Regions from separate parts of the Anser cygnoides genome. Here region 1 is linked to region 2. Evidence: chromatin contacts called from public Hi-C data. All regions are on one chromosome and are shown on one strand. The core of a region is the stretch at or near the end of the contact, and the rest is flanking DNA. Distances in the headings are between cores, read along the strand shown. Region 1 holds the start of UBE4B (ubiquitination factor E4B). Region 2 holds the start of PEX14 (peroxisomal biogenesis factor 14).

Evidence for each region. Hi-C and Micro-C count contacts between places; a contact is called where the count stands out from the background.
Region 1: a Hi-C map of liver shows a contact between it and region 2, with 3 times the contacts expected there. The contact joins the promoter of UBE4B here to the promoter of PEX14 in region 2. A contact is called at or near these places in 3 of 7 Hi-C or Micro-C datasets (granulosa cells and liver).

Annotation. Positions count from the first base shown.
Region 1 is chr23:4,054,311-4,061,233 of Taihu_goose_T2T_genome, reverse strand. UBE4B (ubiquitination factor E4B) reads left to right here and starts at 3,362. Exons shown (of 27, transcript XM_066982084.1): 1 at 3,362-3,659. The coding sequence starts at 3,636. LOC106044297 (a long non-coding RNA gene) reads right to left here and starts at 3,151. Exons shown (of 4, transcript XR_007164740.2): 1 at 2,813-3,151; 2 at 2,302-2,389.
Region 2 is chr23:3,887,204-3,893,694 of Taihu_goose_T2T_genome, reverse strand. PEX14 (peroxisomal biogenesis factor 14) reads left to right here and starts at 2,619. Exons shown (of 9, transcript XM_048067743.2): 1 at 2,619-3,086. The coding sequence starts at 2,619. It overlaps DFFA (DNA fragmentation factor subunit alpha), which reads right to left and starts at 2,929. Exons shown (of 6, transcript XM_048067747.2): 1 at 2,839-2,929; 2 at 2,595-2,688; 3 at 759-886. The coding sequence starts at 2,610.

The DNA.
Region 1 (6,923 bases), core at 2,113-4,612, 170 kb before region 2:
AATAAATTAATTAGAACTTTTTTTTTTTTTTAGAAACTGAAGTTGCCCCTGACACTTAGGTATCTTACAGATATTTCTTCTTCCTCACTGTCAGTTCAGAATTACTACAGCTACTAAATGAGGCATACAAAACCTGTTGAAGCTTGAAGGGCTTAAAAACATCGTGAGATTTTGTGAGATTTGTGGTAATTATGTGGGATACCATCAGACTCTGTAAAGGTACAGTAGCTTCTAAAATATGAAGAAACAACTTGTACTCTGGACAGGGAAATCTGGTGGACAGGGAGTAAAACATTACATATATTCTATGATTCCTGACAGTGTCTTCCTTATGGAACTGGGTGATGATTTTACTTATTTGATTAATAAGAGTAATGCTACCACGTTACTCTAATATAAAAAACACAATGCCTCAAATCTGCTCTGTCATGTCTACCGGCAGTGTACTGCAACAGCACAGGCTTCACTATTCCACTAGATGGCACCACTGCAACACATTGCTTTTTTATTTAAAATTGAGGTTTCCAACAGCAGTATTTTAAGTGTTAAATATTGCAAAAACGCTTAAACTGCACAGCTTGAAGTTGTATGCTCCAATCAGATGTACTTGAGAAGCAACACAGAAAGGCCATGATGATCTTAAGAAGTCTGTTAGTACAGGGAGAAAATCAAGTAGAAATCAGAAAAATGCAATCTTCAAAGACTGTATGACAAGAACTGTAATACTTCAGTAGTAAGGCTGCTATTCAGAAGCCTTTGCTAAAAACAAAAACAAACTATAGAAGACTTATCAGCTGTGATATTACTTTGTTGTTGCTACCTTCCTACTTCAAATTGATAATTTGAAAGCAGGTGATGCCATGCAGAACTCACTTGAGGATGTTTGGAGATCTTGAGGATGAGACAAGCTACTACAGTGAGAGAACTGCTTATAATTTCATTTTTATGCCAACTATTTTGCATGCTTTTATAAAATACAAATTAAGCATCCTGAAATTCAAGGTGAAAAAAAGAAAGGGAACAGTCCTATATTCTGTAACTGGCCAAAAAATAAAATAAATAAATAAAATTTAAAAAAAGATATTAAGATAGTTTTTGCCAAGAAGACATGCACTTGAACTCTAGAACTGAAGGACAGGAACAAAATTCCCCAGGTAAGCACTTGAAGGGTTTTATTCAAAGGTGTTTCAGACCACTTCAATTATCTCTAAAGCTTTGATGGTGAAACTTTTTCAGCAACCAACCTTTGAGTTTTTTAGTCAGTCTAACTGCTGACTATGTGTATTACATGAGTTTAAAATATGTCAGCTGCATGTAAAAGTACTTTATAGGTGGATGAATTGAAGGATATGTGTTGCCTTCTGGATTTTACAATCAAAATAGACAACAAACATTCAAAAGAAAAGCCAGAATTCACACTCTGTAAAACAGTTTCTTTAAAGATTATATGAAAAGAAAAAAGTTAGTTATACAGGTGGTATATGACCATGACATGGTGTCACCATGACAGCAACAGAAGCACCATCAAGGTTACTAATTTTCACTCAGAAGCGTATATTTAAAAATTGTGTTTTAAGACATACATTTGTGTGTAGTCCCGTAGTCATTTTCTTGGATAATGTTCTGTGTACTTACTATATGGAATAAACTGGACTAATTTAGTGTAAGAACAAACTAGCAAGTGTTTTAGATTACAGCTCCAACTCCAAACAATAAAATATAACAAAATTAAACATTGTCCCAAGAAGATGAAGAAACACGAGATAAAACATAATCTAAAATCAATCGTAAGGATAGGTAGGTGTTCAACAAAAAGACCAGCAGTATATATTATGATCCAATTATTTACAAGAGAACTTGTTCTCCATTCCGGGCAACTTGGTTAAGTCATCAAAAAACATTTTTATTCAAAAAAATAAAAAGCTCCTATCAAATTAAGAAAGGTGTGTGCTGAAATACAATAGCAAGGATATCTGCCTCATATATGGATAAAAAAACCCAGAGCTGTTCAATTGTATTGCTTTATAATTATTCATGGTACTTAAGGAAATATGTCTTAATTTGATTCCTTGTTCACACTGACTGGCTTGCTTCCGTCTCATATCCTGTTGTCCTTCCTTTATGGGATTCTTTCACCAGCTGAGTCAAACTACACGGCATGGCACAGAGCTGTCTACTAAGATCTTATTACTAGTGAGTGTTCATCCTACGGGCAAGTCTGCTGATGTAACTCCCTTTTTTTTTTTTTTTTGGTCCTCTTCCAAAAGAGCAACTTTTCAAATCCCTTTTCTTTTCGCCTACCTGTCCTGTAACTGATGTAACACGGAGCACGAAGCAAACATCCGACTCACCCCAAGTCAGCACAGCCCCTGGCCGCTTTGTTCTCTAACTGGAGTACGATTTTTGACAGGGAAAGAAAAGAAAGCGAAAGAAAATATTAATATTTTCCACACAAATATAATTTTTAAGGATTGTGCGGCACTGGCATAGGCTGCCCAGGGAAGTGGTTGAGTCATCATGGAGGTCTTCAAGACCTGTGTAGATGTAGAGCTTAGCAGTGCGGTTTAATGGTGGACTTCAGCACTAGGTTAAAGGTTGGACTAGATGATCTCAGAAGTCTTTTCCAACCTGCATGATTCTGTGATTCTGTGACTAGATGCAGATGTCTAGATGTTTTTCCACAGGAAGGGGAAAAATATACATCAGGTTCAAACAAAAGTTAGGCGTAAGGCCCAGTATTGAGTGCTCAGCGCTTCGGCTTTCCCTTGGGATATCACACCGAATGTGACGATTAGACAAAAAGCTTAATTACGGGTCACGGAGAAGCGGGCTAAGCCCTTCAAGGCGCGGGGCGGGCTAACCCATGACGGGGTCTTCAAGGAGCGGGGCAGGAAGGGACCCACAACTGGAGGGCAGCGCCACCACAGCCAGCGGCTCCTCACCTCCCTCTGGGGCTTCTCCCTCCTGTGGGCGATCGGCGACGCCCCTGCAGGCGGACATCTCCCCCCTGCCCCTCGCTCCCACCTCAAGCCCACCCCTCCCGGCCGCTACCCCTCAGCACCGCCCTCGCCCCCCCCCCGTTGCCATGGCGCCGCCGGGCCCCTCCCCTCCCTCCCTGCCCGCCACGACTCGCCGCCGCTTGGCCCCGCCCCTCCCGCTCTCCCCGCGCTCCCCGCCGCCTCCTCCCGGCCCTGCCATTGGCCGGCGCCGCGCGGGGCCCGGCATGCCCGCTGCCCTCGGCGGCCTCACGTGATCCCGCCGCAAGATGGCGGCCGCCGCCCTGTTGTTTTGATGAATAATCCCTGCGCGGGGCAGCGGCCGCGGCGCGGGCGGGGGCCGGGGCTGAGGGGCGCGGGCGGGGGGCGGCGGCGGCGGCGGCTCCCCCTGGGCCGGCGGCGGCGGCAGCAGCCGAGCAGCGGGGGAGCGGACCGGGGGCTGCGGCAGCGGCGGCGGCTGCTTTGGGGCGGGCTGCGGGCGGGCGAGGCGAGGAGCGAGGCGAGGCCGCTCCGGCGATGCCCTTGTGAGGCGGCCCGGGGGGCAGAGGCGGCGGCGGCGGCAGAGCGCTCCCCCGGAGCTGCCCCGCGGCGGGGCGGAGGATAAGCGCCCTCGGTGCGGTCACCATTAAGAGGAAGGCGATGGAGGAGCTGAGCGCGGACGAGGTGAGGCTGAGACCGGGGGGGGGGCTGTGGGGAGGGTGGGTTTCGCCCCCCCCCCCCGGGCAGCCCCGCTGGCTCTTCCCGGCTCCCGTCTTGGAGATCCCGGTGGGATCGGTGCCCGGAGGGTGCTGCCGGGAGCCCCGTGCCTTTGCCCCCTGCCTCCTCCCCGTGTCCGGGGCCCCCTCGGCTTGTGGATGGGGTCGGGCTGCTGCTCTGCTGCCCGCTGCCCGTCCCCCGCCTTCCGCTTGCCTTCCTCTGGAGGATGTCTTTGTGCTGAGCGACGGGCGTTGTGTGCGTCTTCTGCCTGTGATTTTAAAAATGATTGCACATACGCTATCTTTTATGTAGTCAACGCTTAAAATATTGCTTTCTTGGGGTCTTTGCTGAACAGCAAGGTGTGTGGGGGTCTTATATTGAATATAGTTTCGCCTTGAAACAGGCTTGCCAATCTTCTGATGCTTCCTTCTGATTTGCTCTTTTTCAATTTAACCTCTCATTCTTTCACTTCAAAGTCATAGGTGTTGTGATCAGCATCAGACATGAAACTATTTCTAGTTTCTTCCCTTAAAAGGGTGCCCCCACCCCTTTTTTTTTTAGTATAGACTAAGGTCTTATGCCTTGCTTACATGTTGGTGGATTCTCAAATGAATTCTGCCGTGGTGTTGATCAGGATGTAGGGAGTTTCCTCCTATGCTGCCCAATTCATATGCATCTTCAACTCTTCTCTCACCTCCATAAAATATGGGTTTACATCAAAGTGCATTGTATGTAATGCATGCTTATCAGACCAGCTACAGCCTAGGCTTCTTGCTATACTCGTACTCCAGAGAAGATCAAAAGAAGTTATTTTTGTGCTGTACCGTGTGTTATGGCTGGATTGTAGATCAAGGTGACCACTGCCATCACTCAGGTTTGTATTCCAACAAGTTGAGATGTTTTGATTATGTTGTGCCTCGTGATTTAGCAATCCTGCTACGTTGCAGCAGGAACTGGGAGGAAATGCTTCATGCTGTTTATTCGATGAGGTCTTTATATGCTAGGGAAGCACTGAGAAAAGGAGCCCAGTTCCGATGGTGGGGAGAGTCGGGTAGGATGCTAGTGTTGTCATTTCTGCCGTCAAAAGGGATCTCTCATTTTATAGCTGTATTTTATGAGTGCTTTGTTTACTCGTGATCCTTCTGATCATTCCTGTAAACTGCATCTTGATTATGAGGTGTTTTATGGTTTCGGACTTGTTTAATCTGTGTAAGCTTGTTTGTGTCACTGCTTCTGCAAGTCTCTGACATCATTCAGAATGCTGCATTATGAACTGAGGTTGCAGAAAATGAGCTCTCTGGTAGGGAGTCATCCACCTATTCTGGCAAAATGTTTGTCCCAAGTGACTTGGAGTTTTCCCATGTCCTTCTAGTGCAATTCATCTAGGACCAGAACTGATTCATCTTTTAGGTGATGGCTTGAGACAAGCTTAATCTTGTAGCATTTTAAGAGAGTTGTGCTGTCACTTTTTATTGTTAATGGGCCCCTCATTGAAAAGACAGAGCCAAGACAATTTTAATACCACATCACCATTTACTGTTATTTGATGCAGTGGATCCTGCATCAGAGTTGAACTGCATAGAAAAAGCCTTCTAAAATAGAAATGTTTCTATCTTATGTGCGACTTGTATCTGAAAAACTTCTTATCTGGCATTAGCTGAAGGGGAAAAAATACTTAAGTTGATTATATCCCTATATTGAAACATAATTAAGTATAACGTTAACAGATTTTAACTTTAAAAGAGGAGAGATGAGATGCAATTGATTAATGGCTTTGGGATTATAGAATGTATTATAACTTCAAGAAGATGCTTCCCACTGCTTTTTCTCTCACTGAAATTTTTTTGGTGTTTACTTTATTAAAGCAGTAAAGTTGTCTTTCACTACAGACCATAGTAAAATCTTTAGACAGGGAGAAAATTCTTTTTCTGTGTATGAAATTTAACATGAGTGATAAATAATGTAATGAGAATAGGGACTGCATAGAAAAAAGCATGGCATAAAGTGGGAAAGAATGATGTGAACTTAGCATCTTTTACTATCTACATATGATTTTTGAGTAGTTTAGCATTGTGCTTTCTGAGTGTAGACCATGACCAGCATCCCCAGAAAAGGAAGCATTCTTTAAACTCTTTTAACAGGCTGTAAAGGGTGCAAGACAATAAAGGTATCCATTCAAATTAGCTCTTAATGTACAAATTCGGAACTCCTCTGTGCTTGTGGAAGGATAAAAATTCTCCTTAAAATCTCACTGAGCAGTTGCTACTGAAACAGTTGTTGACTCAGGAAATTTTATATAAACATATATAAATATAAACGTGAACCAGAGGGACCAGTCTTCTTGCTTGTGTCTTTACTGGTCTGCTGTGTAATTGAATTATTGTTTGACTGTCTTTAGCAGGGTACTATTTTAACATCTTTGTTGTAGTGTGCCCAGCTAAGAGTTGTTTATAAGTCCAGTAAGATCCAAAATGCATTTCTGGAAGATACTATCCTGAGACACAGTCCAGATGTGTCCAGCAACAACAGTACTAATTAAAAAAACAATGTCCCATTTCCATTCAACCAATTAGATTTTTTCATTAACCCTTTAAAGCGTATATTACGGAGTTGTTCTCTGTAGGGAAGGTAGGCTATGGAACAAAGAATGCCCATGTAGTAATTGGTCCCAAATAACTTGTCATTATTAGGTAACCTAACGACGTGTAACAGCCTGTTATAGGTCGCTATTGCAAGTAGTTATTGTTGAACTCAAGGGTTGGGTATTACCGAGGTACCCGAAATGTCCCTAACAAAATATTTAATATAAAAAAAACACACGTGTTACTTCGTGGTGATGTGGATAGTGATGTAACCCGAAAGGAAACCAGGTCACTGACTTTGAACCCGCAATTCTAGCGTATGGTCTTTGTGTTGTGAGGAGGCAGGAGGTCGGGGCCTCGCTTGGGCCTAGTACCGTACAAACACGCTGCGTCTTCCAAGTCCCCACGTTGTGCCCCGAGCAGAAATTCTCTCTTCCTTTCCCCATCTCGATGCTGCTTGGTCTCCAGGCCCAAGTGACTTAATTGGGTAGAAGGTGTGCACCGGTTTTACGTTGTCTTCTCAGACCTCTCTTTCAGCCTGCGGATTTCCCGTTCGAGCATCATATCTTTGTTTCTCAGTCCCCCTTTTTTTCCTCTCTTACTTAAGTCTCTAATCTGCAAATCAAATTTCAGATTTCCTTGAAAATAT
Region 2 (6,491 bases), core at 1,370-3,869:
AAGCTTCCTGAATGACAGAGCCTCCACCTTCATGAAACCTAGCAAGTTTCACAAGGTTTTCGTGTCACAGCAAGTCAGCCTGGTTCTGAGAGGCTGCAGTGGTACTCCACCACCCCACGTTCTTTACCAGCAGCCAAAAGGTCTTCAGGGAGGTGTAGAACTGTGCATTTTTAACAGACATCCTGACAATTTCTGGCAATCAAAGCACTAATTCTTAAGTGTGCATGGGAACACACAAAAGAAATCCAACAGGCTGGCACTTGGGAAGCTGCATGTTGCAGGAAAGCACCAGGAGGCTGTTATCACCATGCCTCACCACACACAGGGTGTTAGGCACTCAAATACTTGAAGCAACGAGCTCTGCAAGCTGTCAGCAGCTCTTCACCCTCCCTGGGAGAAGACAAATTTGGCATGCTGCTCAACCCTCCCTTCTGAGGCTTTACACGGGTGTCTATTTTCTATGAAAAGAGCCCACCTCAGTTGCCATTTGGCCCAAACTTACTTTTTCACTCTCCCACGGCCAGAATTAGACATGCTGTGAAGGACAATCAGTGATGAAGAGCACCCTCCTCAAACACATGCACTGCCAGTGAGACAAGTATTCCCCAAGGAGAAATTTCACTCTAGCACCACAGCCAAAAAAACAACAGCTGAATTAAACTTTGAGATCTCATGTGCTTATTCTGTTCTGTGCCATCTACTGCAATAAACGGATGCAGGGCAATGCCATGAACAACAGTTAGTCTTCCCCTGTCTACCTGGAGGTCTTCTTCAGACATCAGGATGATATTAGACAGGTCATCCTTCAGCTGCCTGGCCAGCTGCTTCCACTTCTCTGCAGCACTGTCCACTTCATCCACATCTGAGAGCCAGGTTGTTCCGCCATCTGACACGGGTCATCCGCGAAAAGACGAAAACACAAGTAACCAATACAGACGAAAGAGTCATGACTTTGTGGTGGAAGCTGTGTGACACTGTTTAGGGTATTTTGATTGGCGTCAAAATGGCAGAGTGAGGTCTGTTACTCCCACTTCTCAGAATCACAGCATGTTAGGGATGGGAAGGGACCTTGAAAGATCATAGAATCATAGAATCATAGAATATCCTGAGTTGGAAGGGACCCTTAAGGATCATCAAGTCCAACTCTTGATACCGCACAGGTCTACCCAAAAGTTCAGACCATGTGACTAAGTGCACAGTCCAATCTCTTCTTAAATTCAGACAGGCTCGGTGCAGTGACCACTTCCCTGGGGAGCCTGTTCCAGTGTGCAACCACCCTCTCTGTGAAGAACCCCCTCCTGATGTCGAGCCTAAATTTCCCCTGCCTCAGCTTAACCCCGTTCCCGCGGGTCCTGTCACTGCTGTTAATGGAGAAAAGGTCTCCTGCCTCTCGACACCCCCTTACGAGGAAGTTGTAGACTGTGATGAGGTCTCCCCTCAGCCTCCTCTTCTCCAGGCTGAACAGGCCCAGTGACCTCAGCCGTTCCTCGTACGTCTTCCCCTCCAGGCCTTTCACCATCTTCGTAGCCCTCCTCTGGACACTCTCCAACAGTTTCATGTCCTTTTTATACTGTGGTGCCCAGAACTGCACACAGTACTCGAGGTGAGGCCGCACCAGCGCAGAGTAGAGCGGGACAATCACCTCCCTTGACCTACTAGCGATGCCGTGCTTGATGCACCCCAGGACACGGTTGGCCCTCCTGGCCGCCAGGGCACACTGCTGGCTCATATTCAACTTGCTGTCAACCACGACCCCCAGATCCCTCTCTTCTAGGCTGCTCTCTAGCGTCTCATCGCCCAGTCTGTATGTGCAGCCAGGGTTTCCCCGTCCCAGGTGCAGGACCCGGCACTTGCTCTTATTGAACTTCATGCGGTTGGTGATCGCCCAGCTCTCCAACCTATCCAGATCCCTCTGCAAGGCCTTTCCACCCTCATTCGAGTCCACAACTCCTCCAAGTTTGGTGTCATCAGCAAACTTGCTCAAAATACCTTCTATTCCTACATCCAGATCGTTTATAAAAATATTGAAAAGTACCGGCCCTAAAATGGAGCCTTGAGGGACACCACTGGTGACCGCCCGCCAGCCTGACGCAGCCCCATTTACCATAACCCTTTGGGCCCTGCCCGTTAGCCAATTGCTCACCCATCGTATGATGTTTTTATTTAGCTGTATGGTGGACATTTTGTCCAGTAGGATCCTATGGGAAACCGTGTCAAAAGCCTTGCTGAAGTCCAAAAAAATCACTAGTCCAATCCCCCTGCCGGAGCAGGAACACCTAGATCAGGTCACACAGGAATGCATCCAGGCGGGTTTTGAAAGTCTCTAGAGAAGGAGACTCCACACCCCCCCGGGCAGCCTGTTCCAGTGCTCTGTCACCCTCACCATAAAAAAGTTTTGTCTCATATTTAAGCAGAACCTCCTACGTTCCAGTTTAAACCAATTGCTGGTCCCGTTCCTGAACTAGTATTAGGAGCACTTGCAGCTCGGGGAGCGCACCCCACACCCCCGCCCCGTGCCCCCGGTACCTGGGCTCCTCCCGCCCCACTTCTCGTCCTTAGCCAGCGCCACGAACTTGGTGTTGGGGGGCAGGCACCTGAAGTAATCCTCATCGTCCACGATGGTGCCGTCCTCCGCCAGCACGATGGTGATGGGCTCCGCGGCTTTATCGATGGCCAGGACGCCGCTGGCTGAGGGAGAGAAGAAAGAAAACCCCAAAAAGAAAACATTTTGCGTGACAACCACGGGGACGCGCAGCCCCGTTACCTCACCGCCGGGCCGGGCAGCGCCCCGGGGGCGTCCCCGCCGCCTGAGGAGCGGCCCCGCCGCTGCCCCCTCACCTTTCTGGCGCAGCTCCCGCAGGCAGGAGGCGGCCAGGCCGTGCTGCCTTCGCCCGCCGCCCCGCCGCACCAGGCAGCTCTTCGGCCGCGCCGCCATGGCCGGGCTCCCCTCCCTCACGGTCCCTGGGCACGCCGGGACGTGTAGTTCCGCCTGGCGGCGGGGCGGGCTGTGCCGCCGGCTGGGCGGGGATGGATTAGCCGGGCCTGGCAAGATGGCCTCCTCGGAGCAAGCGGAGCAGCCCAGCCAGGTACGCGGGGCCGGCGCTCTCTGCCCGCCGCGCTCCGCCGCCCGGGGGCGGGCCGGGGCCGGGGCCTGGGCGCTGCCGCCGGGGAACGATCGTGGGCAGGGCCCCGGGCCTCGCCGCCCCCCCCCCCCCCCTTCACGCGACCCCGGCGCCCTCCTCCCCCCCCCCAACGGTCGCTGCTGAGGAGGCGCCGACCCCCCCCCCCGGGTGTGTGGGGAACGGCGTCTGGATAGGGAAAAGGGGGGAAAAAAAACCCACCAAAATCCCCCCAAAACACGGGCAGGGAAAGCAGGCAGCTCGGGGGGCAGCTGGGTTGGAGGTGGGCAGCGCTAGTTGGGTGAAATGGTTGTGGTTCTGCCTTGAAACGGCGAGAGGGGAAGGTCTCAGAGTCACAGAGTCGTAAAAAGGCCGGAAGACACCTCCAGGTTCAGAAGATCTTTGAGTCTCCGAGATCCCTGCATAAAAGGGCAGCGCGGTGACAGATGCAGCGCAAACCTTGTCACAAACCGAGTGTGGAGGGTGAAGGAGATGTGGGTTCGCTGGCACGGGTGCGTGCTCAAGAAACACACTGAGAATATCATGATTCTGTAAATTAGGACCTGAAGTGAATGGGGAATCAGAGGGAAATGAGAGCATGGGTTTCCAACCAGCTGTGCTGGCTTGCTGATGGCCCAGTGTAACTTCGGGCCCGCTGCAAACTCAGCTGACCCCAGTTTAGTGACCCGGCGCCTTCCCCATCCCACCAGTATCCCTGACAGACTCCTGAACGTGTGGCACCCGTGGAAATCTGTAAAATCACCCCCGAGGTGGCTGCAGCAGGGCCTTGTTCTGCAGCAGGCGGGAGATGAAAGGTCTGGCTGTTCAGCAGGAGGGAGGAAAACAGAGCGAAGTCTGCTACGCTTTCTTGTGCAATCGCTCAAATCTATCCTGATTTGACTTAAACGCTACGCACCTCTCTGCTGATACTTTTATTTGGGACTGGTTGAGTTTGTAGGAACCGATGTTGAACTAAACTGCGATAGCAATACGTTACATAAAGCATGTGCTCTGACTAATCAGTACAAATCTCCTAGGTTGTGAAAGGCCCTCTTGCCAAACTGGCGGCAGGCTTGCTGGGCAGTTTTGCTTTGGCTGTGTTCTTTCATCAACAGCAGCTTGAGGTGCAGGCACTGCAATCCATTCCTCGTGCTCGGAGCGAATGCCTTCAGCAGGAGGAAACCTGAAACAACCCAAGACAGATCTGTGAGCCACTGGGCAGTCCATGAGGCAGCTGGCTGCAGGTTTAGATAAAGAAACCTGGTTAATGGGCAAATGTGACTGCTGAGAAACTTTAGGGTTCTCATGAGTTTGGATTCAGTATCCTCCCATTGCACCCTTTCCGTTTTTGTTTTATAGTTCTTTAGTGTTGCTTTACCTCCAGGCTTGTTTGCATTTTGGATACAGGCTGGTGGAAAGGAACTTTTCACCACAGAGACATTTGTGTCTGGCAGCTCTGAGGAGGGAGACAATCTGAAGCCACCATAGGGGAAAATGGTCAATTAACTGCATCCTTGCTGGAATGTGTCACATTGTATGCAAAACCACTGGATTCTCCAGCAAGAGCCAATTATTTGTGCCCCGTTTGGCTCCTGGCCTGTCAGGACTTAGCGGCAGAGCTGGATTAAGGCGCACATTTGCCTTGCTTCAGGTGTGGGAGGAAACAGCTATGTTTGGCTGAAGGGTGGCCATGCCTGTCGGCGCCCCTTCCCACATGCCAGGAGCAGCCCTGATTCTCTGTTGAATTCTTCCTTCCCCACGTTGTGTGCTCATGTGAGACACAGCTCACCAAGGCTGCTCCAGATCTGTGGTGAGAACTGTTCAGTACTCTCAAATTCTGTCGACTTGGGTAGGATTTGAGAGAATCTTGCAAGTTTGGCTAGAAAAAAGGGGTGTAATCTGCAAGTAAAGGGTATATTGCCCAGGAGATGAATTACTAAGGGCACAGTTTTGGAATAAAACAGAATAATGACAGTGTCTTTTATGAGTCTATCAGAATGTAAATGCCGCTACTCTTAAGCGGCCACTGCAATTTTGACAGTGGTATGCAAAAAGTTGTCCTTATTGCACTCTAAATGTTTAAAGAACTTAAAGGAAATATTTACTTTCCACCACTGAAGATACTTGTTTATTTATTATCAAGCATTCAACATAAGGCTATGAGTAGTAGCAGCGATTTGCTCAACATGTTTATGTTTGGCTCGTGTCATTTTCTGTTACAAATCTAGTTAGTTTAGATGCTGCAAAGGGAGTGTCAGATATCTTTTGGCTTACTGTCTGTTTTACTTAGTTTCATTTTCTCATTCTCATGAATTAATATATTGCTTCAAGCGTTGTGGGGGGTGGTGTTGTAGCTCAAATGAGATCATTGACATAGAATTATATTCCAAAGGCAATAAACATTTCTACCAGAGATTTTAAAATAATTCATTTTGGTTAGAAATCGTGTTCCGTAGGTCTTTTAACAATGTCTTTGCTAAAAAGAAACAAAAGAAGAGAGCCCATCTCCCTGTGACTCTTCGTAATAATAAAAGTAAGGGAAGAGCAAGAGGAGAGTATGGCCTGTGAACAGAGTAACCAGTTACTGGTTTTTCCTGGCTATCAATATTTCTTTGGTGCTGAGTACCTTGACAGTATATTTGGAGAGTTTTGTTGGCTCAGCCAGCCAGCAGCCCAGTTCCTCGGTATTGCATGTAACTTTGAATCCCAGTGTTAGAGAAAGCTTTTTTTTTTTTTTGTGTGTGTGTTATTTAGCACTTGGTTTAGATAACTGTGTCTAAACTTTCAAAGCTGTTTAGTTTGGGACACAAAATGATACTTAATTATCCATCTAATTATGCGCAGAAGGAGGAATCCTGTAGCCTGGAAGTCAGCGTGTGGCGAGTTGGTGTGAGTCATAAAAGGCCTCAAGTTGTTACAGTCAATGGCTTGAATTGGACTTGGTACCAAAACGGTAGTGCAGCCGTTGAGGCAGGGAAGAGTGGATTCCGCGTGTGGAATTGTTCTGTTTGTTTCATAACATTGCAAGGCTCTCTTTGCTGTAGACAGACTGCATGTAAATGTCACGTGAGAGACTGAGAAAGGAGAGGTGACAACGTGAACGGAATGCGTTGGTGTTCTAACACCTTCTATGCTTGTTGATGCTCTTACTTGTCATTTAGTGGGGAAGCAAGAGGAATACAAAGGCCCAAATCTTAATTGTTTGCTTTCTGAAGCTTCATTATGCACACCTTGGGCTGAGTCTGCCATCTAGCTGCATTTTGCCTTCGTGTAAGGAGATTAATTAAAGATTATCAACAAAGATGTTGAAAGATGCCTGATTTCTTGCTCCAGAGACTTCTCAGGTTGCATTGTTAGCCAATATATAGGGGA